7 separate regions of the Mus musculus genome follow, and regions 1, 2, 3, 5, 6 and 7 are each linked to region 4. A link is a contact called in public HiCAR-type, HiChIP or PLAC-seq and promoter capture Hi-C data. All regions are on one chromosome and are shown on one strand. The core of a region is the stretch at or near the end of the contact, and the rest is flanking DNA. Distances in the headings are between cores, read along the strand shown.

Region 1 (3,867 bases), core at 1,075-3,574, 1.3 Mb after region 4:
AAGGTCCTGGGTTCAATTCCCAGCAACCACATGGTGGCTCACAATCATGTACAATGTGATCTGACGTGCTCTTCTGATGTGTCTGAAGACAGCTAGAGTGTACTCATACACATAAATCTTTAAAAAATATAGATATTTCAATATATATTCTCCAGAGTAAAACATATCCTGAGGAATAGTTTATAAGAGTCTTCACCAGTTTAAAAAAATCCAAAGTCTGATAGGCAAGAGGCAGTGAAATACTAAAAGGGCAATATTAAAGCTGACAATGGTGGTGTAGACCTTCAATCCCTGCAGAGGGGCAGAGGGGCAGAGGGGCAGAGGGGCAGAGGGGCAGAGGGGCAGAGGGGCAGAGGGTCTCTGAGAGTTTGAGGCCAGCCTGTTCTACAAAGATAGTTCCAAGATAGCCAGAACTACACAAACTCTGCCTCAAAACAACAACTAAACAACAACAGGGGGCAAAATTAATTAAGAAAAGATTCCCATGGAACACAAAAAGTTTAAATCCAGAGAATAATTTATTAACCAGTAGAGTAGGCTGTTAGTCATACAATACGCATGCTCTTCTCGAATCTCCTGCTCCAGTTATCCAACTTTTCCCTTCATGATTAACTTTTCCTAGTCTGTTACTCTACCTCTCATCTCCAGACTTACACTGGAACCTACTAGAAGAGAAACCTCGCTTCTAGTTACCAGCAGACCATGCCCTGTCAACGTTAACTTCTAGATATAGCATGAGGAATCCTTTTCTATCAATAGCTCCCTGTTCATTTAAAAATTTATAAACAATACAAAGAAGAAAGAGCTTAGAGCTGTAATTAAGAGCCAAGACTTCTTACTGTTGAATTTCTTCTAAGTACTTTTAAGCCAACAGAAATAATGCTGGAGAAATTTCATGTGTCAATGCATAGCCAAGAAATTTCAGGCTTTTCAGGGGAAGGCTATCCTTTACAAAACAAAAATTAAGTAACCAAAGGAGAGTGAACACACCCAAACGTAGCCTCCCTGCGGCGATCATTCTCTACCAGGTGCTTCTTCTAGGGGTATTATTGCACTTGGAACCTGAGGGGATCCAGCCTTTGAACCCTAGCCTGAATGTTTTCAGTTCTTCAAAGTTAGATGACATAATAAACAAGGCTGTCTTTCCCTCTCTAGCGGTCACGTCATCCACCTGTTGCATCACCTGGAAAGTGGCCTTCGGATTCTAGGATCACCTCTGTGATCGCTAAATAATTCAATGGCGCTATTTTCTACATAAATTTTCGCTTCTTTCATTTTTATGAGGATGCCTTGGAGGTGAGGGTGTATTGGCTCCGGTTCACCTCTGGGGAGACGCTAGCATCCGCATCGAAGCTGTGACTTTCTAGACTTGAAGGGCTTGAGAGTTGTCGGAAGCCTCGAGCATTTGGAGACAGACAAGGGCCAGCAGGAGCAGGGCAGAGGGGAGCTGAGCAGCTTAGAGGCCAGGTGGCAGTTGGGAGGGAGGTCGCCCTGCGACCGAAGCTTCGCGGATAGGACACGGCTCATCCGCCCAGGGGTCGGGCCCACAGCCAGGGGAGCTGAGGGCTGGGACGAGGCTCGAGCCCAAGCCCTCTTTCGGACTGACTGGGACACCTCCAGGAGGCGCGCGGGCCAGTCTCGGGATTAGAAGACAGCGCGACTGTCCCCTCCCCCCACCCCTGAGAACTAAGCTGGAGGCGGAGGCGCGAGGCAGGAAGCACCGGGCCGGGGTCCCGACCCCTGACAGGGCCGGCCAGCGCGGGCCGCCAGGGGACGCACTCACCATGTCGTAGACGTTGAGCACCACTAACTGGTTAGCCCCCATCCTTCTCCCCACGGCCGCCGCCTCGTCCTCCAGCCGCTCGGTCTCCGCGGGGCGGAGGCCGCTGCCACCCCCGCGGGCGCCTCAGGCAGGGCTCGAGCCGGGCACTAAGCGTCCAGCCCGGCCCACCGCAGCCGGGGCGGAAGCATCCGGCAGCCGGGACCGCTCCCGGGAGACGCTGTCAGAAACCTGTACGAGGACCCGGCCAGACAGGTGGAGAGGCAGCTCCAGCTCAGGCGCCTCCCCTCGGCCGCAGACACGTGGGGGAAGGCGGGGCCTGGGCGAGGGGCGGGCTTTAGGCACCCTGGAGGCGGGGCCGGCCAGGATCCAGGGATGAGCCCGCCTGCGCGTTGAGGCTCTCAGGCTCTGCAGCTGGAGACCTAAAATGGCGACAGGCCGGATGCCTCTTCACCCTGGTGGCTCGAGGTCGCAGAAAGACTACCGTTCCCAGAAAGCAGAGGGAGAACCCGCGATTCCTATTGGGCGTGTAAGCAGTCTGACTACATATCCCAGCATTCACCAGGATATTGTAGGCACTCACGTCTCCCTGGGAGACTACAGTTCCCAGAAAGTCCTGCGAAGAGTTTGTCAGGGGAACCTTCGCTGTTCGTCCTTGGCGAGCAGAGACTCCATTTGCCTTTTAGTTTTCAGTGCTGTTTCTGGTGTTTGTAGCGTGAGATGTGAATCCAACGCAATGTGAAGAAGTGATGACTAAGTTTTCCAAAGCCCTTCTGCTTTTTTTTTAATTTTTGAAAATATAGAAGTGAGGCAATAAAGGGAGGAAGGTTACCCTTGTAAAAGTAGGATGTAAGAAAGTCTCCTTTAACCCTCAAAACGGAATTCACATTTCGTGAATGACAGAAAGCTAGTCAAATATAAGAGAGCCAAGAATTCCAATTAGAGGAGACAAAAGTACATAGACATAAGACATGTTTTTTGTACTTAAGGAACAAAATAAAAGTTCTCTGTGGCTAGAATATAATGAGCAAAGAGGTGATCTGTGGACAGGCAGTTAACTGGTCAGAAGACATCCTGAGTTTTCAGTTAGCTGAGATTGAATATCTATTTTACATTTTAGATTTATCAATTGTGTGTGTGTTTGTGTGTCTCTGTGTGTGAAAGAGTGAAAGAGACTGAGAAAGACAGAAGACAGAGACAAAGACAGCAAGGGGTGCAGGTGACCAAAGAGGACAGAGGGCAGGGATGCTCTGCAACCGAAGTTATAGGCTGCTGTAAGTTGCTTGACCTGAGTGTTGGGAACCAAACTGAGATCCTCTGCAGAGCAACAAGTACTTTTAGTGGGCAAGCCATCTCTCCAAACTCTGAGGTTGGATTTTAAATGAAGAGTTGGTAGGGTTTGAGCCAAGGAACGACATGAATATGTACATAAGTCTCTTAAAAGATTGCTTGAGAGCTAGAGAGAAAGCTCAATGCTTAAGAGTACTGGCTGCTCTTCCAGAGGTCCTGAGTTCAATTTCCAGCAAACACATGGTGGCTTACAACCATCTATATTTGGGATCAGATGCCCTCCTCTGATATGTCTGAAGACAGATATGATGTACTCAGATAAATAAATAACTTTAAAAAATTAAAAATTGCTTGAGTTTCTGTGTGAAATTTTAATGAGGCAAGGGAAATAGAAACATGACCATTAACGTGGTAAATTGTAAAAGTGGCTTCTCAAATTATATATGACCTTTGATGCCTCTCTCTACTGTCTTTAGCAAGCTTTGGCTTGATTTGGTCAATGGGTTATTAACAGATATAATGCAAGAGATTTAAAAGGCACTTTGGATTTGTGGCTTGGTTTCTTCCTCATCTTGGGAGTCTAGTGACCAGCCTTATATTAAAAAGTGTGGACATTAAATTTGTTGGGGGAGTTAGGGGTAGTCTCAAAAATAGGTCCTGGATGTTTGACAAATTTGGGTAGATAGTATGTTATTCATAATATATCAAACATTTGAGGGAGAAGCAGGTTAGAAAGGGAAATGAAATTACTGTTAGGTCATGTTATATTTTCAGTGCCTTTTAGAGTCTCATGAGAT
Region 2 (3,609 bases), core at 833-3,332, 1.2 Mb after region 4:
GGGAATGGAGTAAAAGACATGTTAGGTTCGGTTAAAGATAGGGTAGAGCTGCACTCCCCTTAGCTCAAGGATCTGCCTGAACGTGTGTAACCTGGCTTTCATTAAAGTAAAATTGTTCTTTCACTGATGACTTGCTTCTCTTGTTTTTAATCATACACCCAATCAATCATTGTGGGCTGTTCTCATCATCAAACTCTCAAATAAGAAACTACAGGTCTACTGGGGAGTTCACACCATCTCTGGAAATTACTCCTATGCCAACTAGCATCCAGTACATGATGAACATGGAGACATTCTGGTAGCGTTAGTGAAACCAGTTGTACCTATGTACCTACCACCTGTATTCTTGCCTAGTTCAGATAGCTTAAAATTGGGTTTCTTGTGAGAGATTCCTTGCTTATCCTATCACCTACATGGTGGTTTCATAACTCCAGTTCAAGAGAAAACTAGGATTCAAGTTGACTGTCCATCCTTTTCCATTAAGTGTGTCATTGCAAAAGGAGACCTGGTTGGCATTAAATCTTTCAAGCTTCCTGTGGCAAGCTCATCAGTGGTCCTAAAAGCCAGTTTTGTATTGTACTCAACCAGTCTCCCCCCCCAAAGGACTGCTTTGTAATCCTTTCATTTGAAAGGATTTTAAATTTGAAAGGATTTTAAATTCTGTAAGTTATATCTGTGGGTGTCTGACTTGGGCTGCCACAAGAGCTCCAGAGACTTGAACAGAGGTGGTAAATAAGCACCTTTACCTTCTGAGGATTGCGCTTGCTTCCACATCTTAAGTCCTAATACTACCATTTTTCTGTTGCCTTGCAAGACTATATTAACTAGATGCTCCTGATTTTACTTGAGTACCCACACGCTCATGGCCACTGTTTAGGCAAAGATACACTTAGATTCCATCTCACCGGGAATCTTGAGAAAACATTTACAGTAATTGGCTTGCTGTTCCACTGGCCTGGGGATTTGGCAGTAGCAACGTTCCAGTAGCAGTGTCCCCTCCTTTTACGGATTTAACATTTGTGACCTGTTATCAGCTGAATACCATTTATTCGACTCCCTGTTTGTGAGACTATTCATCTGCTTATTTGGTCTTAGTCGGTTTTGCAAACCGACCAAAGTATCAAAGTATTTTCAAGTAGTTTCTCTTGCTTCCAAAATCTTTTCTGAGACAGGTTTTAGGTTTACTTTGTAGCCCTGGCTATCCTGGAACTCACTGCCTCCTAAGTGCCTGGTTAAAAGGTGTGCCCATCCCAAGCCTTCATGGCTTTATTTTTCAGAGCAGAGTCTTTTTGTCAAACCCACTGTTCAATTTCAGCAAGTCTAGATGAGCTATGAAGCAAACACTACATTTGACCTTACTTGTGCTAGCAAGTTTTCATTTGATAGGTAGTGTTTTAGTTGTTTAACAAAAGACATCTTTAGACACTTGACCATGGCTTAATTAGTCTCCACTTGGGACACCTTCCTGTAGCCATTCTATCAGGCCTAGCAGTTCATGGCCAAACTGCAGTTTTATCCCGGCTGGCTTAAATGGATGAAATTCGACTGTCCCGTTACCCCAGTAGGATGTCGGCTTCATGCAGAGTGGAGATTTCGTCTTTTTTAATAAGAGGTCAAACTGCAGTTCTCACATTGAACTAACAAATCTATACCTTACCTGTGAGTGTGCGCTCCTGTGTTGTGCAAGGAAAAGGACTGATTCACTTGCTGGCCCAGAACTCACCCCTGCCTCAGCCCTCAAAGTGGAGATTACTGGCATGCACCATCACGCCCAGCTCTCCAGAGTTTTCATTTCCCCTTTATTAGCCCTTTCTACCAAATCCAATGCTAGTTTTGGATTAGTCTCCGTTTTCTGACCCTGCAGGCCTGCTCTTCACTAGTTTAACTGGCAATTTAGATATATCCGGGATATGAGGACTAGATCGCTGATATACCTCGCGGCTATGGGATGGGTCTAGGAAACCGGGTCGCGGCCTGCGCACTGCACACCTCCCCCCACCCCCCCTTGCCCCATGGCGAACATTACCTTTTTCTCCGTCTCGTGGGGCTCCGGGGCGGCCGCCATGGGCACCAGTCCTCTCCATCGCCCCGCCCAGGCCCGCGACGGGAGCAACACGGGCTCCGCCCACCCCATCCCCGCGCGGCGGCGGCCATCTTAGGGAGCGTTCCTGGGGCTGTCCGGAAGCCCGCCCTGGCACACTCCTTTGTTCCATGGAACCGGCCACACTGTTTTCCAACCCGCAACCGACCATGAGGAACGCGAGTGGTGGCAACCTAGAGAAGCGCCACCGGTTCCTGTCTCGCAGGCAGGGTGGCCCGAGTCAAGGAGCACCGAGAAACTCGCTTCCCTCAGCCCCTCCTCCGCCTTAACCGCCATTTCAACCGTTGTGCGCGTCCCCGTGCTGGGCGCTGAGGGCGGAGCCGGGGCCGCGCGTCGCGCGCCGCTTTGTCCTCTTAGAGGGCGGGAGTCCGGGTTTGACGGCCCCCGCACTGCCGGAAGTCGCCTGGCGCTGTTTCCGCGGGCCTCGTTCCCAGCTTGTCCTTTGTCCTAGCTTTGGTGACCTTGACAACCTCCCGCACCCCCGCCTCGGTCCCTCGCGGCGGCCTTCCAGCGCCCGCCAGGCCCACGCCCCTCCCCCTCCGGCCCGCAGATTTAGGTTAAAAATAGCGCGCCGCTCGCGTGGAGGAGACTCAGGACAAAATGGAGGCGGCCGCTACCTAGGGGGCATGCGTCAGGCGGCAAGTGCCTTCCTTCGGGAGGGAGGCCGTGGGTGACGCGACGGTGACATAGCGGGTAGAAACCCAGACCGTGGGTCGTTTGGGTCCAAGTGTCAGCCAGTTCAGCAGGCGATGGCGACTCCGTTTTCGGGTTAATGTCCTGGCCCCGGCCTTTTGCCTTTCTTTGTTTACCTATTTCCCGATTTGGCCTCTTCCGTTCCAAACGGCCCTTCCCCGGAAAATGTCCCGGCCTGTCATTGTGCAGAGTCATGCCGCCTTTCATGTAACGTGCTGCACGCTACTTGCCCGTCAGTGTTAGCTGGGAGGGTCTCATCTTAATTACCATGCGGACTGCTTACTGTCTTATTCTTCATGCTCATTAACTGCTTTTCGCCAATCCCAGGGGGTAAAAGTGATTTATATTTCTCTTTATGCGTAGTAAGTTGTTTTTTGTTTTTAAGGAAGCTGAACAGTTACAAAGTGTATAATGCTCTAATATTACTAGGACTAGAAAAGGAACTGTTATCTTGACAGTTTGGGATACTCTACTGAAATTCTTGGCTAGCCAGGCTTTGAATTTTTGTCTGGAAGGTAATATTTAAGGTTGTAATATTCCATAAAGGAGAGAGGAATTCTTTTGCATTCCTAATTGCGGTATAAAGGACGTAACGGGAAAAATACCGAGGAAATGGCGTTACCGTTTTACTTGTGACTGAGACGTTGCTAGAGTATACTGAGTTGGAGTCCATTTCACTTGTTTGAAAAATGTCATGGATTCGATAAAGTTTCTTAATTTAACGAAAATAGAATATTTTTCAGTTTTGTCTTTTAACAGTTAATAATGAAAAGTAACAAGCTCACCCTTCTCCTTCTCCCTGAAGGTGTGGATGA
Region 3 (3,675 bases), core at 408-2,907, 1.1 Mb after region 4:
TGAGGGGGGTAATAAAAGTATAACTAAAAAAAAAAAAATACTTTCTGGGGAAGCTTTTTTTTTTTTTTTACCTAAAACTTTTTTTTTTTTTTTTTTTTGAGACAGGGTTTCTCTGTGTAGCCCTTGTTGTCCTGGAACTTACTTTGTAGGACCAGGCTGGCCTCGAACTCAGAAATCTGCCTGCCTCTGCCTCCCAAGTGCTGGGATTAAAGGTGTGCACCACCACCCCCGACTCACCTAAAACATTTTTTATACAACATATTTTGATCATATTCTTTCCCTTCCCCCAACACCTCACCGACACTCCCTGCCCTCTAACTTCATATTCTTTGTAAAAACAACAACAAAAAAGTAGAATAAAACCTTCCATTTCTAAAATAGCACCACAAAAATCTTGATACCTTAGTAGAGTTAAAACTCTATACTACAATGCCGACTTCTGAGATTAATTTTACCATCTATAAATCACAGGTCATCAATAAGATCTCTAGCTGCCAGGAGTGGTGGCGCACGCCTTTAATCCCAGCACTCCGGAGGCAGAAGCAGGCGGATTTCTGAGTTCGAGGCCAGCCAGGTCTACAAAGTGAGTTCCAGGACAGCCAAAACCAAAAAAAAAAAAAAAAAAAAAATCTAGGGTCTCAAGTTTCCCTGCTGGGTTCCTGTAATCACCATGACAATGGACTAAACAACTCGTGTAAATATTAGTTGTTAACCTAACTACTGTGTTCCAAACCAGAGGGTGGGGGTGGGGGTGGGGGAATACAAGAGGGAGGGGAGAGAGTCAGCAAAGATGGAGTGTTACTTTCACTTTTTTTGCAATGTTTGCCATTTACTATTTTAGGGCTTGCTTGACTATTTATTTAGCGGTGATGTTGTCAATTTATCACGTAATGGCTGTTGAGTCACAGATCCGATTTTAAGTCATTCGGCTGGGTTAGCAACAATTCAAAAGGTCTTGCAGTTCAACATGAAACATTAGTTTTTCGGGTCCCCTGAGGCCTCTCGGGTACCCGGCCGGTCTGGGCGGCCCGACAAGTCCCGGCTGGGTTTTCTTTAAAGTGATTAAAGTGCGTGTTCCTTATGCAAGGCTCTAGCGCGACCCGGGCCGCTAGGGCCCAGTCTGACCTGGAGGCTGCGCTCCGCCTGGCGGAGGAGGAGGCAAAATGGAGGCGGCTGGGGCCGGGTTGGGCCGGGCTGGGCGGGGTTTCGGCACAGCCGCAGAGGATCCCGCCAGGTTCTAGTCGCAGCTCCAGTCCTCCATGAGGCCGCCCTCCGGGTTACCCACAGCCCACCCAGACCGCGGCTGGCGCCCTCACGGGGAGGGGAGGTGCCAGGGACAAGGACGCCATTATGAACCTCCCCGGCGGGGGCTACAACAGCCCGCGCAGACCTCTCGAGGGGACGGGAGGGCGGACGGTGGGGACGCGGGCTGGCGCCGCTTTTCAGCCCACTGTCGCCACGCCGAGGGGCTCAAGATGTTGGCCGGGGGGCGCTTCCTCAGGCGCAGAGGCGACGTCGTGGCACCCCAGGCAGGGTCCTACCTGTCCCTTCCGCGTCCCTTTCCTCCGCCATCTTGGTGCGGAGCCGGTCGCCCGGGAGACATCCAGCACGAACCCTGCGGGACCCCGCGGGCGGAGAAAGCCCCTGGATGCACGGTGGCCCCCCGATCCCCGCCCCCACCAGAACCGAGGCCCGCGTTCTTTGGGCCTAGGGGCGTCATTTATTAACAAGGCTCCGGAACCCGCCTGGGCCTGATTGTGACTGTCAAGGACGTAGTGTGCCTTGCTTATTTCTTTATTCATTTCTTTAATTACTTATTTTATTCAGCTTTTTTTTTTCCCGGCCGTCTCAGGTGCGCCCCAGAACCGGGCGCAGACCTGGCGGCCCCTTACACGGTCCCTCCCCGAAAAGCGTCCGCCCACCCCAACCCCACCCGAGCCAGGCCTTGTGGCTCTCTGGCGTCACCCTCTCCTGAGCGGAGCCACTCTGCCAGTCACGGAACTGGAGCGAAAACGGACATGGGCCAGTGCAGGAGGAAGCCCAGCCTTTCCCCGGGATCGCAGAGAGAGAGAGAGAGAGAGAGAGAGAGAGAGAGAGAGAGAGAGAGAGAGAGGACTTGCTGTAGAAAAACATGTGCAAAATAGGCGCAAACACTGCGTCGCCAAGGCTGCAATTTCTGATACAAAATAGTGTTCTCATAGCAACAAATAAATTGACGGTCTGTTCTCAGGGATACACACATTTTGTATGTTGATGGTGCAATTTGGCATGACCTTCCGATGAGAATTTTGAGTACTGAGAAACTTGGCTATCGCGTGTTTTGTTATTTGATGGATAAGCTCAGAATACTAAGATTCTCCCTTAAATGAAACCCCCCCAAAACAAACAAACAAACAAACAAACAAAAAAAACCCAACAGTTTTGAAATGTCTAACAATGTGACTCAAATTAATATCTAGTTTTAATCTTTAATGATAATTTCATGGTATATGTGTACTTATTTAAATATTTTTGTAAAAGTAACTAAATGTAGAGGCCTTTGTTTTGTCTTGATTTTTCTTTAATATAGTTATTTATTCACTTTACATCTCAGTATTTTATTTTTTATTATTAGTTTTTATTCATCGAAGTTCTGTAATCTCAGTGAATGAACCCTCAAAGCAGGCCAACTGTACTCTTCATTAAAATATTTTTTTCTATAGGCAATAAAGATTTGATGAAGTGTCTAACTACAATTTGAATAATCAGAAAATGGTGCATATCAAGCAAATTTCCCCAGCACTCAGGAGGCAGAGGCAGGCAGATTTCTGAGTTCGAGGCCAGCCTGGTCTACAGAGTGAGTTCCAGGACAGCCAGGGCTACACAGAGAAACCCTGTCTCAAAAAAACAAAAACAAAAACAAAAACAAAACAATAAAACAAAAAGAAAGAGAAAGAAAGAAAGGAAAAGAAAGAAAAGAAAGACTTCCAAGATGAACTCAAGCATACAGTAAATTAATCACCCCAAAATATGGAAGAGTAATTTATATTAATATTTTATTTATTTTATATTAATATTTTATTTATTTTATATTAATATTTACATTCTGTGTGTTCCCCTTACTCTCCCTGAAGATGAAGGACTTTGTAGCAAGTATGGGAAGGAAGAGAACTGTCCCTTCCTGATGGAAGGTGACCCTGAGCATTGCCTGCCCCTTATCTTTACCTCCTCTTCAATGGTCCCATAGGCAAAGTTTTCAAAATGTTTATAGTGCTTTTATTTTATTTACTTGTTTCTACCACATACATTTCCAGCCAGTAACGTTGTTCTATACACTGGGACATTCTGACTGGAATTGTGTGTGAGAGATGTGTGTGTGTGTGTGCGTGTGTGCGCACGCACCTGTAGCTTGTAGTTTGTGTCTTTGCTTTAGTGTTTTGTATGAGGAAGGATTCTCTTTAGGTGCTCAGACTGGTCTTAAATTCCTGGGCTCAAGTGATGCTTCTGTTCAGCCTTCATGAGTTTCTAGAACTTCAGGTGCACACACTGACATCTAATCTGAAATAATATAGGTCTTAAAAATGAAAACAAGCTAGTGTTCTCAATGACTTTTCCAAGCCACTCAGATTCAATGAACTTACTGTAAGACAGATTTTCCTCTTGCTTTATATTTTTGTATCAATAAAAGTATTGGCA
Region 4 (3,856 bases), core at 236-2,735:
CAAAAAAAAATTAAAGTTACAGGAAGGGGCAGGGGCAGAGGCAGAGAGGCAGGGGTGGGGCAAGGGGCAGGATTAGGGACAGGGTTGGTGGGTGGGGCAGAGAGGTAGAGGCAGGCAGATCTCCGAATTCCAAGCCAGCCTGCTTTACACAGAGATTTTTCAGGTCAGCCAGGGCGAAATTGTGAGGCATGGTCACAAACCAACAAAATATTTGGATTGAAGTAAGAAATCACTCATAGAAAAAGATGTTTTAAGCAGGATTTCTCTGTTACTGAGGCTAGTCTTCCACTTGTGTGTTTGCTGGGGTTCCCAGAAGGCACACAGACGTGTATACAGGAAAGGCAGAGGCAGGATGTCTATGAGTTCAAGGCCAGCCTGATCTACACAGAGAGTTCCAGGACAGCCAGAGATACACAATAGACGCTGTCTTTAAAAAGCTTTGTGTGGTCTGATATAGGTCTCATATAGCTGAGTCTGAGCATCAGAACTGGTTGATCATGCTGACCCTCCTAGGCAGTCTTGTGCCTACTCCTTTGCTTGTTCATTGTATACCCATAATCCTTTGCTTGTATATCCATAATCCAAGAACTCAGGAGGAAGAGAATAAAGGGTTTCTGAGTTCAAGACCTGACTGCAACATTATTTCAAAGGGTTCAACAAACATAACTCTAAAACGGTTTATAAAAAAATATAGGCATATAGATAGATATACAGAAGGTGTGATCCAAAACTGCAGATGCTGGGCTGGAGAGATGGCTCAGTGGTTAAGAGCACTGACTGCTCTTCTGAAGGTCCTGAGTTCAAATCCCAGAAACCACATGATTGCTCACCACAGATCTGTAATGAGATCTGATGCCCTTTCTGGTGAGTCTGAAGACAGCTATAGTGCACTTACATATAACAGTAAATAAATCTTAAAAAAAAACCCTGCAGATGTTAAGAATTTTTCGATCTAGATGCTGAATATACAGATAACCACTGCCCTTTTTTTTTTTTTTTTTTTTTTTTTGATACAGGGCTTCTCTGTTGTATAGCCTTGGCTGTCCTGAAACTCACTCTATAAACCACGCTGGCTTTAAACTCAGAGGTCTTCCTGCCTCTGCCTCCCCAGTGCAGAGGTTAAAGGTGTGTGCCACCACTCATGGGCTCTTACCATTTTTTTTTTCACTATGCATTAAAATTTGCATAATAAGCTGGGCGTGGTGGAGCACACCTTGAATTCCAGAACTGAGGAGGCTGAGGCGGGCAGAATCCTGTGAGTTCGAGGTCTAAATAGAGAGGTTCCTTGGTCTATCAAGAGAGCTCCAGATCAGTCTTTGCTACACATAGTGAGACTCCGTCTCAAAAAGAAAAAGAAAAAGAAAAAGAAAAAAAAAAGCGCGGAATAAAATACAGGAGGAAATACACCACCCCATCCCGAGCTGTAGTAGGTCCTCCTGCGCATGCTCACAGGACCTGCGCGCTCGTCTCCGCCCCCTGGTGTACGCAAGCGCAGGACGCAGGCGCGCAGTCAGAAAACACGAGACTCAAGCTGAGGGACGCAGTTCGGATCTGAGGTGTGGATCTGAGGAAGGATGGAGGCACTGAAGGTGGAAAAGTTCACGACTGCCAACCGGGGAAACGGGCTGCGTGCTGTGGCTCCACTGCGCCCCGGGGAGCTGCTCTTCCGCTCCGACCCCTTGGCTTACACTGTGTGCAAGGGGAGTCGTGGCGTAGTCTGTGATCGCTGCCTACTGGGGTACGTACGGAACCTGAGCCCGGGGCGCGTGGCTCTGCGGGTGGGGGTGGGCCTCGAGGGCACAGCTCTGTGGGGTGTCTGCAGCACCCTAGGCTGCGGTGGGAATTGGGGGAGGCAGTGGTGCAGATGAAGGGGAAGCGTCGGGCAGATAATTTTGCTGGGGAACAAAAATATTCAAAGCCTGTGCAACGAGCTTCATTGGTTGTGGAAATCAGAAGTGGCAGGGGGGTGTGAGTCTGGGAAGGAGTAGGGGTGTGTACGTCAGGATCAGAACTGAGGCCCCACCTGACCTGTCTTGCGGGAGGAGCGAGAAGCCTGGTGTTTATGTTGTACTTTGCTGGTCTGGATTTTACGTGGCTTGGGTTTAGGAAGATGAATGAGACATCCCTAAGGACTGGAGCAAATGAGAATTAACCGTGTAACAAAAGAGCAAAATAAGAGATGCAAACAGTCTACTCTAGGAGCGTAGGACTCGCGGTGTGCTTTGCCCTCTAGAGATTGTGCGGACAAATGTAACTCACCACCTCTGTGTAGATGCAACAGTTTATGTGACAGTGTTTCGAAGTCTGGAAGCACGGTGTCAGCGGAGGGTGCTTTACTGTTTATAGAGTTGTGTAACATATACACTTCCGTCCGCACACATCGGGTTCCCACCATGCACTGGGATAAGGACTCTGAGGTAGGTAGGTTCCAGACCCATCCCTCTGTGTTTGGGGTGGGTAGAGGTGGGGAGTCTAGCTTTACTATACATTCCAGGATACTCCCCTCGCTCCCCTCTCCTCCCTCCTCAGTCCCCGCCCCCTCAGACAGGGTTTCTCTGTAGCTGCTCTGTAGACTAGGCTGGCCTTCTCTGCGTCCCAAAGTCTTGCTGTTACCAACGCCCGGCTTCCACAATATTCTTGTTTAGTTTATAACTGAAGACTTCGCTTTGCATTTTAAAGTTAGCAAATAATAATGTTATCTGTTATCTTCTCAAGTGGTGATCGAAATGACATGCACACACCTGCACGCGATTTGTTGCTGAAAGAGCAGCGGGAAGTTTGTGGGGTTAAAGCAATTCACTCCCTTCACAACTCGGCCTCGAATGCCACGAACCCCCTTCTCACAGACTAATTGGAGAAAGCAGGACTCTTCCTTCATTGTGTTACATACTTTGTAGGCTATTTAGAGTGTAGATGTACCTCACCCCATGGCAGAGAGCTTACTGCTTAAGTCCTAAAGCATTAAGTGGTAAAGATGATGTAAGCCTCCTTGCAGACATAGTTTGAAGGCTGTGTTGCTCAGTGGGTAGAGCAGGTGCATTTAATCATAAACAATGACAAATTAGTAATGGAATGATCAGAGATTGTCTTTTGAACCCAGGTGCTCTGGAAGGGCAGCCAGTGCTCTTAACCACTGAACCATCTCTTCAACCTGAGATGTTCTTTTTTGTTTGTTTGTTTTTGTTTTTCGAGACAGAAATCTGCCTGCCTCTGCCTCCTGAGTGCTGGGATTAAAGGCATGCACCACCACACCTGGCTGAGATGTTCTTTTTAAAAATTTTGCTATATATATATATATATATATATATATATATATATATATATTTTATGAAGTACTGGAGTTCTGTACAAATATTGTCTTGGAGCTGATTTTGAGTCATACGTTAGAAAGAATCTCCCATTTTCCAGAATAAAGTACACAATGAGCCTGACTTTTATCATTTTTCTTTCGAGAACCATGGTGATTCAAGAACCAAAAAAAAAAAAAAAAAAAAAATTCTTGAAAGGTTGTTGGGGAACTCTCAGCTTTGCTTTAAGGGTGGGAGAAACCTGGATGTGAAGATGAACAGGAACCAAATCAGAACTGCCCTGTAGTGGTCGGGCTGTAGTCTGGGCCGCATCCTGTTGGTAGCACCCTGGACGAGGGACTCTGCTGTGCTCTTTGGGAAGCTAATTGCTCTCTTTCTTGGATTAGCCGAGCACAGGCCACTGCTTACCTTAACTGACAGGTGAGAAAGGATTGTTCTTTTTGGCTAAAAGGTAGGAGGCAGCCCTCACCTCTCAGGGTTATAAACAAATGCCAGGAATCCAAACAAGTGCATCCTTCAGGCTGGCTAACAGATACTTGCTTATTCGT
Region 5 (3,913 bases), core at 931-3,430, 1.1 Mb after region 4:
ATGGATGTAAATGTGTATGGGGATGTATATGCCATGGTACATGCATGCACAGCTCAGAAGACAACTTTGTTTGTTTGTTTTTTGGTTTGTTTGTTTGTTTGTTTGTTTTATGAGACAGGGTTTCTCTGTGTAGCCCTGGCTGTCCTAGAACTCACTTTGTAGACCAGGCTGGCCTCAAACTCAGAAATCCGCCTGCCTCTGCCTCCCAAGTGCTGGGATTAAAGGCGTGTGCCACCACGCCTGTCTGAAGACAACTTCTTTTTTTTTTTTTAATTATTATTTATTTATTATATGTAAGTATACTGTAGCTGTCTTCAGACACTCCAGAAGAGGGCGTCAGATCTCATTACAGATGGTTGTGAGCCACCATGTGGTTGCTGGGATTTGAACTCCAGACCTTTGGAAGAGCAGTCGGGTGCTCTTACCCACTGAGCCATCTCACCAGCCCTGAAGACAACTTCTTAAAGTTGGGTTTCTTTCACTATAGGATCCAAGGATTGAACTCAGATTGACAGATTTGTGCAGCAAGTACTTTTATCCTCTGAGCTGTAGCACTTGCCGAACGAGTGAAGTACCAGCACCATAAAAAAACAAAACCAAATCCATTAATTAATAAAAAAGAAAAGAAAAATGATGGTCCAAACCAGATCTAGACAGCACAGTCATGTGATGTCTCTCTGGATTCTTTGTTGTTGTTGCTGTTGTTTAAGGGGATGGTGTTTTGAGACAAGGTTTCTCTGTCTAATGGTCCTGGCTTTCCTGGAACTCACGGTCTCTCTTGTTTCTTATATTCTGTAGGTTTCATGTCCTTTTTCCTCTTTGAACTTTATTGTTGAAGAACCCAAGTGGGCCCCGCCCACCCACCCTGTTAAGTTTCCTACCTTTTAAATTGTGTTACTTGCTTTCCCCTGATTGCTGAATTGTATTGTGGAGACTTAGGCTGTAGCCAAAAACTGTAACACCATGCATGACCCAAAAGCAAGTTGGGGAGGAAAGGGCTTATTTGACTTACACTTCCAGATCCCAGTCCATTATTGGAGGGAGGCAGGACAGGAACTCAAGCAGGGCAGGAAACTGAAGGCAGGAGCTGATTCAGAGGCCATGGAGGAAATGTTTCTTACTGGCTTGCTTCCTCTGGCTTGCTCAGCCTGCTTTCTTATAGAACCCAGGACTACCAGCCCAGGGATAGGTCCACCCACAATGGGCCCTCCCCTACTAATCACCAATTGAGAAAATAAATGCCTTACAGCTGGATCTCATGGAGGTGTTTCCTCAACTGAGGCTCCTTTCTCTCTGATGACTCTAGCTTGTGTCAAATTGACACACAAAACCAGCCAGTACAGGAAGGCATCCTGAGCATCAAATGTATGAATAAAATAACAGCTGCAGCATATTGAGACATAGCAATTATGGTGATTTTCATAAGCATTCAGAAAAAGATCCCTTGGTCACCTCTGGAGGATGTGGAGATACAACTTTTCATTCCAAAAATAAAGAGTCGAGCATCAATCCAGTGTGTCCTGGATGCACTGTAACTCTGGGCAACTAAATAACTCACCAGGAAAGAGCCTGCTCCTTAGAGAAGAGGAATTCAACTGCTAATGAAATAAAACCTCCAGCAAGGACTGTCAACGGTAGCTACATTCACAATTAAGATGATGGACAACGTTATAAAGGACTATTCCAGGTGGACAACACCTGAAGCCATTGATCACCTTGATATCATGGGAGGAAAGATAGTATAGGCTCTTCCTTTGATGCGCTAGGAAGTCTGCGCTGAATCAGCATCCCCAGCCAGTAAAGGAACATGACAATCAAGTGTGAGGATCTTACTTCAATTCCTGAGATCAGAGTGATGGAGGGTGTGAACAGACTTCTACACGTTGTACTCTGACTTCCAGACCCCAAAAAGTAAATATAGTAAGAACTTTAGATAAACCAAGATCTAAGCCTCCATATGTAAATAACAGTTTCAAAATTGTTGGTGCCTCTCCCTCAAACAATTAAATAAAACGGTCGTTAGAAATCAACGGGCATGTGTCAACCCAGGCACATCTTAACAGTGAGAATGACCCATAATCCCGTTAAGTAAACCCAGGCCTTCCCCCTCACTGTGCTAAGCGGTGGAGGAGGGGTAAGGAGCAGCAACTGCCGGGCAGAGAGGCATGTGTACTTTGGGACGCATCCATCCGGGTTATTTCCCTTATAGACCTTTTACCCTGTCCTTCCGGCTGCAGAGCACAGTCCTCCAGGCACAACATGCTTAGGTAAGCTTCCCATTATTGAGTTACTTCCCCCGCCCCCGACTCCCGACACTATTAATTGTTGGGTTTTTTTCTCCACTCACAGTTCCTGACACTTTATTTTTCTTTTACTTCATTCATCCATCCACTGTGTTGCTGGGGATCCCTGAGCTATGCCCCCATGCCCTATCCTCATCTAGAAGGTAAACCTGTCTTCTGTACATGACCTGGCTTTCCAAAACGGCAAGCATCTGTCGCGGAAGCAAGCGTCACGAGTCCCTCCCGTGCGGCAAGCCGGGTGGAGGTGGCTGTGCCTGGCCACCGCGCGCACGTGACGCGATGTGGACGCGCGCCCAGAGCGGCGCGCTGGGCCCCCGCGCATTTGTCAAGTGGGTTGGTGCCTGGCCCCGCCTGCCGCTCTGGGCTCGCAGTTCCCAGGAAGTGCAATGTGCGCACCGCCTGTCTCACGATTCCCCCGGGCCTGTGCGTATTTATAGTCCTAGCCCTGAAAGCCTAGGCCTCCTAGGCTTGCTCCTGACTTCCCTCCAGGATCCTGTTCCATGTCCCCCCAAAAAGACCACGCGGATCCACAAAGCACTTGAACAGACAATTGCACGCACTCCTAAATGCCCATCTCAGAGATTACACACCAGTCCATAGGGCCTAGCATATTGAATCAATCAGTACTGCTGTTCCACTTAAGAACACTACCGTGCATACACTATTACTGGGGAGGGAGGTGGGCATGCCACAGGAGTTTTGGAGGTCAGAGAAAAGCCTTTGAAGTCGATTTGCTCCTTCTACTGTGTAGGGCCTAGGGATCGAACTCAGCATTAGACTTGGCACAAGCACCTTTGCCCTATGAGCACCAGGAAGATTTCAAAACATGGTGGATTCTTTTATCTTTCTCTCTTTCTTTTCCAATGCATGAAAGGCCTAATAGTGCTCTTAAAATAATTTTGAAAAAAAAAATTATTTGATTCCTAAGAATAAAATTCACATCGTTTTCTGCTCTTTGGGTTACTAACACAGCCGGACAAATTGGTAAGAAAAGATGAATCTACAGTGTGTCCTGACCTTGGCCGTCACTTTTGTCATTCTCATGGAAATCCGGAGTCACTGTTCCCTCTGAGTGATGAAATAAAAACAAAGTTCTGAGATTCCCCGGATTTGCCCTTTTCTGTTTTCTTTTTTAAGGGGCTAGTGTTGGAGACACCGGGAACAATCTTAGATTTCTCAGCTTTACCAGATAAATCCAAAGGGTACTTAGCTGTGCAGGATGAAAGCTGACAGACCCCTCTCCTTGTTTACCTTCGGCTCAGAGGAGAATAATTATTCCAGAGTGACATTTAATACAGACCCGTGGTCACTGATACTGCAACCGAAAGCTTCCCCAGCAAAGTCCAACAGCATTATCTAACTTTTAAGTCCCAACTGAAGGGCAGAGCTTGGACATTCTGGTAAATAAAAGACCTGTAGGTAATCTCTTGAACAGGGGGGCACAATGGAGATGATGGGGGGGGCATTTGGAGAATGGGGGAGACTGTAGGGCAGTTGGCCAAACGGCAAAGCAAAGAGAACCTTGTATATGCAGTCAGCATGAGCTCTCTAGGCCCTGGAACATCCAAACAACAGACTATCTGTGAACAATAGTCCTTACATATGTGCAG
Region 6 (4,069 bases), core at 546-3,045, 1.3 Mb after region 4:
GAGGACCTGGTTCGTGTGGCCCTGGGTGGTCACAGTTTGGTGCCCCAACGTGTAGCAGAATCAAATGAGGGAACACTGTCTTAGGTAGAGTTCCATGAGAAGGGAAAAACAAGAAGATCGTATCTGGCACAGTAAGCAACAGGTATTCATGCTAGCATTGGCTTTAAATTTCGTTTTTTAAATTGTTGCTGTAGGTGCGATAGAATACGGGCTAAGTTTGGACAGTGTTGACCAGGCGCTGATTCCACTTAGGGGCTGACAGCGGAAAATGGGAATAGAAAATTCTAAAGAGGTATTTGTCCACAGTCTTCAAGAGCTGCTTCAGGCGAGGAGTAGGGTTTGAAGAATAATTGTTAGAATTTTCAGATCAGATAGATTTTTGCTGCCCATGGTTCAGAGAAGAAGAAACTTTAGATAAGAAAATTTGGGAGAGAATTAGAGAAGCTCTGAGAAACACCCAGGCAGATAATTTCACCCTCTGCCTCTGGGCACTTGTAAAAGATGATATTGATGAAGAGACCTTGCAGGCGTCAGATAGTACCCAGGCAGAGCTTGAAGAATCTCAGGAAGAATGCCTGCCAGAGAGGACTTTCTCAGAAAAGGGCCCTCTCAACCCTAAATTAGAAAGATATAGAGACTCTAATGATGAGCATGTTAGACAAAGAAGATCATTCAGAAAAAGGAGCTGCCAAATATTTTGATGAGGATTGCCTCCTTGTGAACCTTCTGCTCCACCTATGGCCTCCACTATAGGAGTTGCTACATAAATGGACATGCACTAAGTAAATTAGAGTTTGAAATTAAGTTACAGAAATTGACTAATGAGCTTCGGGAGCTAAAAAAGATATCAAATACAGGGAAGAACAGCTATTCTGAAATGTACCAATCCCCGCTAGAAAGAGCTGTGAGTCAGGCTCTCGGGGAAAGGGCAGGACACATCTGATGCTAACCTTTCCTGTAGTTGAGATAATTGACCAGCAAAACAATAGTCAGACAATACCAGACTTTGTAGTTCAAGGTGATAAAGGAGTTAAAAACAGCTGTTGCACAATATGGCCCTATAGCTCCTTTTACACAAGCATTATTGGATACTGTCATGGAGTCAAATTTAACCCCCCAAGATTGGAAGACTCTATGTAAGGCTACTTTGTCAGGAGGAGATTTCTTACTTTGGAGTTCTGAATGGCAAGAAGCCAGTAAGAAAACTGCTGCTTTGAATGCTCAGACAGGAAACCCAGACTGGGATATTAACATGCTTTTAGGAGAAGGTCAATATGAAAGCAATGCTAATCAGATTGGGTTTCCTGTTGGGAGTGTACTCGCAGGTTGCTATGGCTGTCAGCTGTGCTTACCTACTAAAGGGGATCTCAGTGGAAGTGTAGCCAGTATTCGACAGTGTCCTGATGAGCTTTTCCAGGACTTTGTGGATAGGCTATTAAAAACAGCTAGTAGAATTCTTGGAGATTCTCAAATGGGAATTCCTTTCATTACGCAATTGGCTTATGAGAATGCTAACACAGCATGTCTGCGCCGCTATTCGGCCACAAAAAGGAAAGACTTAGCCGGGTATATCCGTCTTTGTGCAGAGATTGGGCCTTCATATAATCAGGGCTTGGCCTTGGCTGCTGCTTTGCAAGGAACCATTGCTTGCACAGAAACGAGGGAATAATGCATGTTTTAAGTGTGGAAGTTTGGGTCATTTTAAAAATGATTGTCCTAGGAGTAGAGGTGCCAAGAGCAGGCAATCAGGCCGTGCTCCAGGAGTTTGTCCTCAATGCAGGAAGGGCAACCACTGGGCTAGGGAATGTAAATCCAAGACAGATATTCAGGGCTGTCGGTGCCAGGAAATGAGAAGAGGGGCCAGCCTCAGGCCCCAAGATACCCACAGCAGGCAGCTTATGGGGCCATGAAGCTGCTGCCCAGCCAAGTAAGTCCATTTTTGAACTTATCAGGGCAACACCAGGAAGTGCAGGATTGGACCTCTGTTCTACCACCCACACAGTATTAACCCCAGAAATGGGAGTTCAAACTCTGCCTACAGGAGTTTTTGGACCTCTACCTGCAGAAACTTGGGGATTTCTTTTAGGCCAAAGCAGTTCTATTGTAAAAGATCTGCAGGTTTATCGAGGTGTTATAGATAATGATTATGAGGGAGAAACTAAAATCATGGCTGCTTCCCCTCATGGTATTATAACTGTACCTGCTAATCAAAGAATTGCTCAACTTATCTTAGTTCCCTTACATCTGCTACCGTCCAGATTTGTTAAGAATGAGAGAGGACAAAGTGGCTTTGGTTCCTCTGATGTGTACTGGGTTCAATCTATTACTAATCAGGCCTAACCTTAAATTGATAATTGAAGGAAAAAAGCTTTGAAGGATCTAAAGTAACAATTATTAGAGGACAAGATTGGCCTTCACCTTGGCCTTTGTCTGATATGCTTACTCACCTCCAAGGAATTGGTTATGCCAATAACCCAAAACAAAGCTCTAAATTGCTAACCTGGAGAGATGAGGAGGGCAATTCAGGACAGATTCGGCATTATGTTATGACAAATTTGCCTGTTACTCTCTGGGGAAGAGATCTCTTGTCACAGATGGGCATTATAACATGCAGTCCTAATGAGGCAGTTACTAAGCAGATGCTAAGACAAGGATTTTTGCCTGGTCAGGGGCTAGGAAAGGAAGGACAAGGTATTAAGACTTTTTTTTTTTAAGATTTATTTATTGTTATGAATAAGTACACTGTAGTTGTCTTCAGATGCACCAGAAGAAAGCATCAGATCTCATTACAGATGGTTGTAAGCCACCATGTGGTTTCTGGATTTGAACTCAGGACCTCTGGAAGAGCAGTCAGTGCTCTTACCCACTGAGCCATCTCGCCAGCCCCGAGTATTAACGCTTTTGAAGGTCCTAAACCTCACTCTAACACAAGAGGCTTGGGGTATTTTCAGTAATGGCCACTATCTTGACTGCATCCTATGCTGATAAAATTCAATGGCTTAATAATATTCTGGTGTGGGTTGATCAGTGGTCTTTACCTAAAGAGAAAATAGAAGCCGCCTCTTCGCTAGTGCAGGAGCAATTAGAGGCAGGGCATTTAGTAGAATCTCAGTCTCCTTGGAATACTCCAATATTTGTTACCAAAGAAAAAATCTGGTAAATGGAGATTGTTACAAGATCTAAGAAAGATTAATGAAACCATGGTACCTGTGGGAGCTTTACAACCTGGGCTTCCATCTCCGGTAACCATTCCTAAAGAATATTATAAAATTGTGGTAGATCTGAAGGATTGTTTCTTTACTATTCCTTTGCACCCTGAGGATTGTGAAAGATTTGCTTTCAGTGTTCCTTCTATTAATTTCAAGGAACCTATGAAAAGATATCAATGGACAGTTCTTCCACAGGGCATGGCTAATAGTCCTACCTTATGTCAAAAGTTTGTGGCACAAGCCATTCAGCCTGTAAGACAACAATGGCCTATGATATCATTGTTCATTACACAGATAATGTATTATTAAAGGGAAAAGATCCTCAGAACTTGCTTTTATGTTATAGAGATTTACAACAGGCCTTAGAGGATAAAGGACTGCAAATAGCTCCATAAAAGGTACAGACTCAAGATCCTTATAATTATTTGGGTTTTAGACTTACAGATCAAGCTGTTTTTCCCCAGGATATAGTTATTTGCAGGGACAGCTTAAAAACTTTAAATGATTTTCAAAAATTGTTAGGTGATATTTATTGGTTTTGCCCCTATTTAAAGCTTACTACAGGGGAATTGAAACCTTTATTTGATATTCTTAAAGGGAGTTCTGATCCTACCTCCCCTAGATCTTTAACTTCAGAAGGATTGCTGGCCTTACAACAAGTAGAAAGAGCTACTGAAGAACAATTTGTTACTTATATAGATTACTCTTTACCTTTACATCTGTTAATTTTAATACGATTCATATGCCTACAGGATTGTTGTGGCAAAGGGCTCCTCTAATGTGGATACATTTGAGGATATCTCCTAAACGTAATATCCTGCCATATTATGAAGCAGTAGCCCAGATGGTTATACTTGGAG
Region 7 (3,886 bases), core at 1,031-3,530, 1.2 Mb after region 4:
CCTTCACCTTATGATCCACCTCCCAAGGGCTGGGGTTATATACATGCGTGACGTCCTTCCTGCTGTCTCTTGTGGTGGCCAGCTCTTGTGCTTTTCTACACCACAATCAACTGGTATATGACAGATAACACTTTTTGATAGTGTTTATAGTTGGCGGGCTTCTCTAGTAGTCTTATCCCAGCACTTGGGAGGCAGAGGCAGGCTGATTTCTGAGTTCGAGGCCAGCCTGGTCTACAAAGTGAGTTCCAGAACAGCCAGGACTATACAGAGAAACCCTGTCTCGAAAAACCAAAAAAAAAAAAAATTAATTTTTTTTTAATGCATGAGTATTTCATCTGCATGCACACCTGAATGCCAGACGAGAGTATCGGATCCCATTACAGATGGTTGTGAGCCACCATGTGGTTGCTGAGAATTGAACTCAGGACCTCTAGAAGAACAGCTAGTGTTCTTAACTGCTAAGATGTCTGACCAGCCCCCCAGGGATAATGCTTTTTAAAAATGGTTGCAGCAGGGAGCAGTAATGCATGCTTCTAATTCCAGTGCATAGGAGGCATAGACAGCCAGCCTTGGCCACAGAGACCCTTCAAAAAAAAAAAAACCAAATAAACAAATCATTTTATTAATTGGTTAAATTATATTGGACAGATAGGTTTCATTTCTGTACCGTTAAGTTTCAGATGAACAGGAGGAATACAGGGACCACAGCTTTACTGCCAGAGCACCAGTGCACCAGTATATATAGTTTCACATTTTGGTGTGCTTGGTTTTTGTAAAGACAGGGTCTCAGGTATCTCCTACTGGCTTTGAACTTTTGTAGCCAAGGATGACAATGAATTTTATTGACTGAGTTGCTTAGTTGCTTAGCTTGAGACAGGGTTTCTTTGTGTAGCTCTGGCTGTCCTGGAACTGGCTTCATAGACAGGGTGGGGGTGGGGGTGAGGGGATGGGGGTGGGTGGGTGGGGTGCCTCTGCTTCCTGAGCGCTGGAGCCAAACTTGGGTGTCACCACTGCCTGCCTGGCTGACACTGAATTCTTGATCATCTTACCTGTATCTCCCAAGTGTTGAAATTATACACATGTACCACCAAGCATAGCTTGGGTGCAATCTACACAGGAAGGCCCCAGTGTAGAAATTAAATTCTATATAAAAGTTTCAAGAACACAACATATTTAATGCCAGAAAACAAATCATAATTTTTTTTCTTTTCTTTTTTGAGATAGGGTCTGGTATTCAACCCAGATAAGCCTGGAATTTACTAAGTAGCCCAGGCTAGCTTTTAACTCTTGATACTTCTGCCTCACTCTGCCAAGTAATAGAACTACAGGTGTTTTCTTTTTTTACTAAATCCCAGCCTTTTGTTACTACCAGTTTGTAGACAAGTCAGCAGGTATACAAACATGTTTAGAGTGGCTGAAAAAACAGGGAGAGGATCAAAGTGCATAATCTAGCTGGGTGCTGGCTGTCTTCCTCATCTGTAATTAAAGGGTCTCCAAACTGGTGGATCAGATTTGCAGGGGACAGAGGCCTATCTTTATAGTACAACGAGGGGAACTTCCATGAAAATCTAAGGCTTACTCAAAGGTCAATAGAAAATACGGTGAGTAGCAACACAAGGCCCGCTCTATATGGCTGTTAGGCATGGTGGAGTACAGCAAGCCTCTTTCCCAAACCTTGCACCACTGGTTGGGGAAGAGACAAAAGAAAGGCTCTGGCCTCGCCCTTGCGGAACTTAAAATAAGTCCGACTGGCAAGGCAGGACTTGTAAAATTTAAAAACGCAGTTAAATGGTGGAAAAACTAAACAAAACACCACCTTTGCATAACAATCGCCTATGGGTGTTCTACAGGGCAGCGGTGGAAACTTGAAGAGTTTTTTAAACCTAGAGCCGGAGGGACAAAAAAAAAAACAAAAACCAAAACAAAAAAAAAAAAACCCAAGAAACAACAACAAAAAAAACAACCCGAAAACCAAAAAACTAAACTAAGATGGAAGAAAGGAGGTTGTTCTCGAGTGGAAAATGCCAGGTGAGGACTGAAGGCGGGTGGAGGAGAGCCTCCGCCAGGACACAGAAGGCAGAGCGCCGGTGGAGCGCGGCGGCTCAAGAGCCGGAAAGGCCGGCGGCCACTGCGGCGGGTCCGTTTAACCGAAAGGTGGCTTCTAAGAGCCTCCATTTGCGCGGTCCGGCCCAGCGCGGAGGTCGCGCAGTGGGGGCGGGGCGGGGCCTGCGCGCGCAGCCGCTCTAGCGGGCCTCGCCTCGGCAGGGGGCGGGGCGCCTATATTACGTGCGCGGCGCCGCCCCTGCGAGAGGACGTTGCGTGCTCGCTCGCGCCGGGCGAGTCTCCGCGTCTTGCCTCGCGAACTCGGTGAAAGGAATTGGCGCCGTTCGACACCAGGCGGGTCCGTTCTGCAGCAGCACTCAGCCATCTCCAGCCGCAGCCGCCGCCCGGGCCGACCAGCAGCAGCCGCCGCCGCCACAGGCCGAGGGAGCCAGCAGTCAGCGGGGAACCGGGGCCCTCAACATGAGTTCTTCGCCTGTTAATGTCAAGAAGCTGAAGGTGTCGGAGCTGAAGGAGGAGCTCAAGAAGCGGCGCCTCTCCGACAAGGGCCTCAAGGCCGATCTCATGGATCGACTCCAGGCCGCGCTGGACAACGAGGCAGGAGGCCGCCCCGCCATGGAGCCCGGGAACGGCAGTCTCGACCTAGGTGGCGATGCGGCCGGGCGCTCGGGAGCGGGCCTAGAGCAGGAGGCCGCGGCTGGCGCCGAAGACGACGAGGAGGAGGAGGGCATCGCCGCTCTGGACGGCGACCAGATGGAGCTGGGCGAGGAGAACGGGGCGGCGGGGGCGGCTGACGCCGGCGCGATGGAGGAAGAGGAGGCAGCGTCGGAAGACGAGAACGGCGACGACCAGGGCTTCCAGGAGGGGGAAGACGAGCTCGGCGACGAGGAGGAGGGCGCGGGCGACGAGAACGGTCACGGGGAGCAGCAGTCCCAACCGCCGGCAGCGGCGGCGCAGCAGCAGCCTTCCCAGCAGCGTGGTGCCGGCAAGGAGGCCGCGGGCAAGAGCAGCGGCCCCACCTCGCTCTTCGCGGTGACGGTGGCGCCGCCAGGGGCGAGGCAGGGCCAACAGCAGGCGGGAGGTAAGAAGGCGGAAGGTGGCGGGTGAGTGTTGCGTGATGGGTGCGCGTGGCGGTGGGGACCGTGCCCCAGGCCTGCCGGGGCCCCTCGGGGCGAGCGCCGCGGGAGGGTGGGGGCGGGGGAGCCCCGGGAGGCTCTGCTCGCCATGCCGGCGGCGCCTCCATTATGTATGTCGGGCGCCGGGGTGGGGGGAGCGCTGCAGCTGCCGCGGTGGGGGGGCCGGCCGGGCGGGAGCGCCGGCCGCTGGGGCGCTGCGTGCGCGCGGTCCGGGCACATGTCGGCGGTGGGGGGAGGGGAGAAGCCCGAAGGTCCCGGAGCGGGCGGGCTTTGGCGGCTTAGCGCCGCGGTATTGTGCAAGGAGCGCAGGGGCTCGTGGTGACGTCACTTCCGGCGGCAGGCGCGGGGAGCGGGGCGGAAGCTCAGTACAATGCGGCGGCGGGGCACGCGGGCTCGTGTGGGGGAGGGGAGGTGGGCCCAGGCTTCCCCCCCCCTCGTTTGAGCGCGGCCGGCGCACGTGGGCCCGGGCGGTGTCCCGCTTTTTTTTTTTTTAAACTCTTTTTAAAAAATGCTTTCTGGAAGGTTGCGGTAGGCTGGCAAGTTCAGTCTTCAGACTGCGTCACTGTGTCCAGTCCAAGTCCAGACTTTTTTATTTTCATTTGTCGATTAAAAAAGTCAAAGAATCAGTCAGAAAAAAATAATCAGTAACAGCTCTTGAGGCTCGAAACACAAAAGGTGCTTAACTGCAT

The links. Promoter capture Hi-C pulls out the DNA fragments that hold promoters and counts their contacts. HiCAR-type assays count read pairs that join an accessible place to other places. HiChIP or PLAC-seq counts read pairs in DNA pulled down with a chosen protein or histone mark.
Region 1: a HiCAR-type map of astrocytes shows a contact between it and region 4, with 4 times the contacts expected there. The contact joins the promoter of Desi2 here to the promoter of Smyd3 in region 4. A contact is called at or near these places in 7 of 39 promoter capture datasets (the 3T3-L1 cell line, hippocampal neurons, liver and 3 more), 2 of 115 datasets of contacts at active chromatin or transcription factors (astrocytes and pro-B cells) and 1 of 9 other capture datasets (adipose tissue).
Region 2: an H3K27ac HiChIP or PLAC-seq map of extraembryonic endoderm stem cells shows a contact between it and region 4, with 10 times the contacts expected there. The contact joins the promoter of Cox20 here to the promoter of Smyd3 in region 4. A contact is called at or near these places in 9 of 39 promoter capture datasets (the 3T3-L1 cell line, the C10 cell line, the HPC-7 cell line and 6 more), 3 of 115 datasets of contacts at active chromatin or transcription factors (DN3 thymocytes, extraembryonic endoderm stem cells and large pre-B cells) and 2 of 9 other capture datasets (adipose tissue and liver).
Region 3: a promoter capture Hi-C map of liver shows a contact between it and region 4, with 5 times the contacts expected there. The contact joins the promoter of Efcab2 here to the promoter of Smyd3 in region 4. A contact is called at or near these places in 7 of 39 promoter capture datasets (the 3T3-L1 cell line, 3T3-L1-derived adipocytes, hippocampal neurons and 3 more), 10 of 115 datasets of contacts at active chromatin or transcription factors (the 230-238 cell line, bone marrow-derived dendritic cells, embryonic forebrain and 5 more) and 1 of 9 other capture datasets (embryonic stem cells).
Region 5: a promoter capture Hi-C map of liver shows a contact between it and region 4, with 2.8 times the contacts expected there. The contact joins the enhancer-like site here to the promoter of Smyd3 in region 4. A contact is called at or near these places in 5 of 39 promoter capture datasets (the C10 cell line, cranial neural crest, hippocampal neurons and 1 more) and 3 of 115 datasets of contacts at active chromatin or transcription factors (astrocytes, embryonic stem cells and large pre-B cells).
Region 6: a promoter capture Hi-C map of liver shows a contact between it and region 4, with 3 times the contacts expected there. The contact joins the enhancer-like site here to the promoter of Smyd3 in region 4. A contact is called at or near these places in 6 of 39 promoter capture datasets (the 3T3-L1 cell line, hippocampal neurons, liver and 2 more) and 1 of 115 datasets of contacts at active chromatin or transcription factors (pro-B cells).
Region 7: an H3K27ac HiChIP or PLAC-seq map of embryonic stem cells shows a contact between it and region 4, with 5 read pairs. The contact joins the promoter of Hnrnpu here to the promoter of Smyd3 in region 4. A contact is called at or near these places in 13 of 39 promoter capture datasets (the 3T3-L1 cell line, the C10 cell line, the HPC-7 cell line and 8 more), 4 of 115 datasets of contacts at active chromatin or transcription factors (the 230-238 cell line, embryonic stem cells and large pre-B cells) and 1 of 9 other capture datasets (liver).

Annotation. Positions count from the first base shown.
Region 1 is chr1:178,185,874-178,189,740 of GRCm38.p6, reverse strand. It overlaps Desi2 (desumoylating isopeptidase 2), which reads right to left and starts at 2,324. Exons shown (of 5, transcript NM_024282.3): 1 at 1,784-2,324. The coding sequence starts at 1,825.
Region 2 is chr1:178,317,626-178,321,234 of GRCm38.p6, reverse strand. It overlaps Cox20 (cytochrome c oxidase assembly protein 20), which reads right to left and starts at 2,082. Exons shown (of 4, transcript NM_025511.2): 1 at 2,027-2,082. The coding sequence starts at 2,065. It also overlaps a transcript of Hnrnpu not described here.
Region 3 is chr1:178,404,000-178,407,674 of GRCm38.p6, reverse strand. Efcab2 (EF-hand calcium binding domain 2) reads right to left here and starts at 1,657. Exons shown (of 7, transcript NM_026626.3): 1 at 1,542-1,657. The coding sequence starts at 1,572.
Region 4 is chr1:179,515,670-179,519,525 of GRCm38.p6, reverse strand. Smyd3 (SET and MYND domain containing 3) reads left to right here and starts at 1,485. Exons shown (of 12, transcript NM_027188.4): 1 at 1,485-1,738. The coding sequence starts at 1,575.
Region 5 is chr1:178,367,753-178,371,665 of GRCm38.p6, reverse strand. No RefSeq gene overlaps it. Among named protein-coding and RNA genes, the nearest start is that of Gm24919, 21 kb to the left of the region's middle. Within about 2 kb of position 2,180, at least 417 of the 459 cell types and tissues checked have an H3K27ac peak or open chromatin away from gene starts, as enhancers often do. A contact at or near this core is called in astrocytes, embryonic stem cells, hippocampal neurons and 1 more, where this site is marked.
Region 6 is chr1:178,203,582-178,207,650 of GRCm38.p6, reverse strand. The region is part of intron 1 of Desi2 (desumoylating isopeptidase 2); the gene reads right to left. Among named protein-coding and RNA genes, the nearest start is that of Desi2, 18 kb to the right of the region's middle. Within about 2 kb of position 1,795, at least 21 of the 459 cell types and tissues checked have an H3K27ac peak or open chromatin away from gene starts, as enhancers often do. A contact at or near this core is called in liver, where this site is marked.
Region 7 is chr1:178,336,209-178,340,094 of GRCm38.p6, reverse strand. It overlaps Hnrnpu (heterogeneous nuclear ribonucleoprotein U), which reads left to right and starts at 2,280. Exons shown (of 14, transcript NM_016805.3): 1 at 2,280-3,142. The coding sequence starts at 2,524.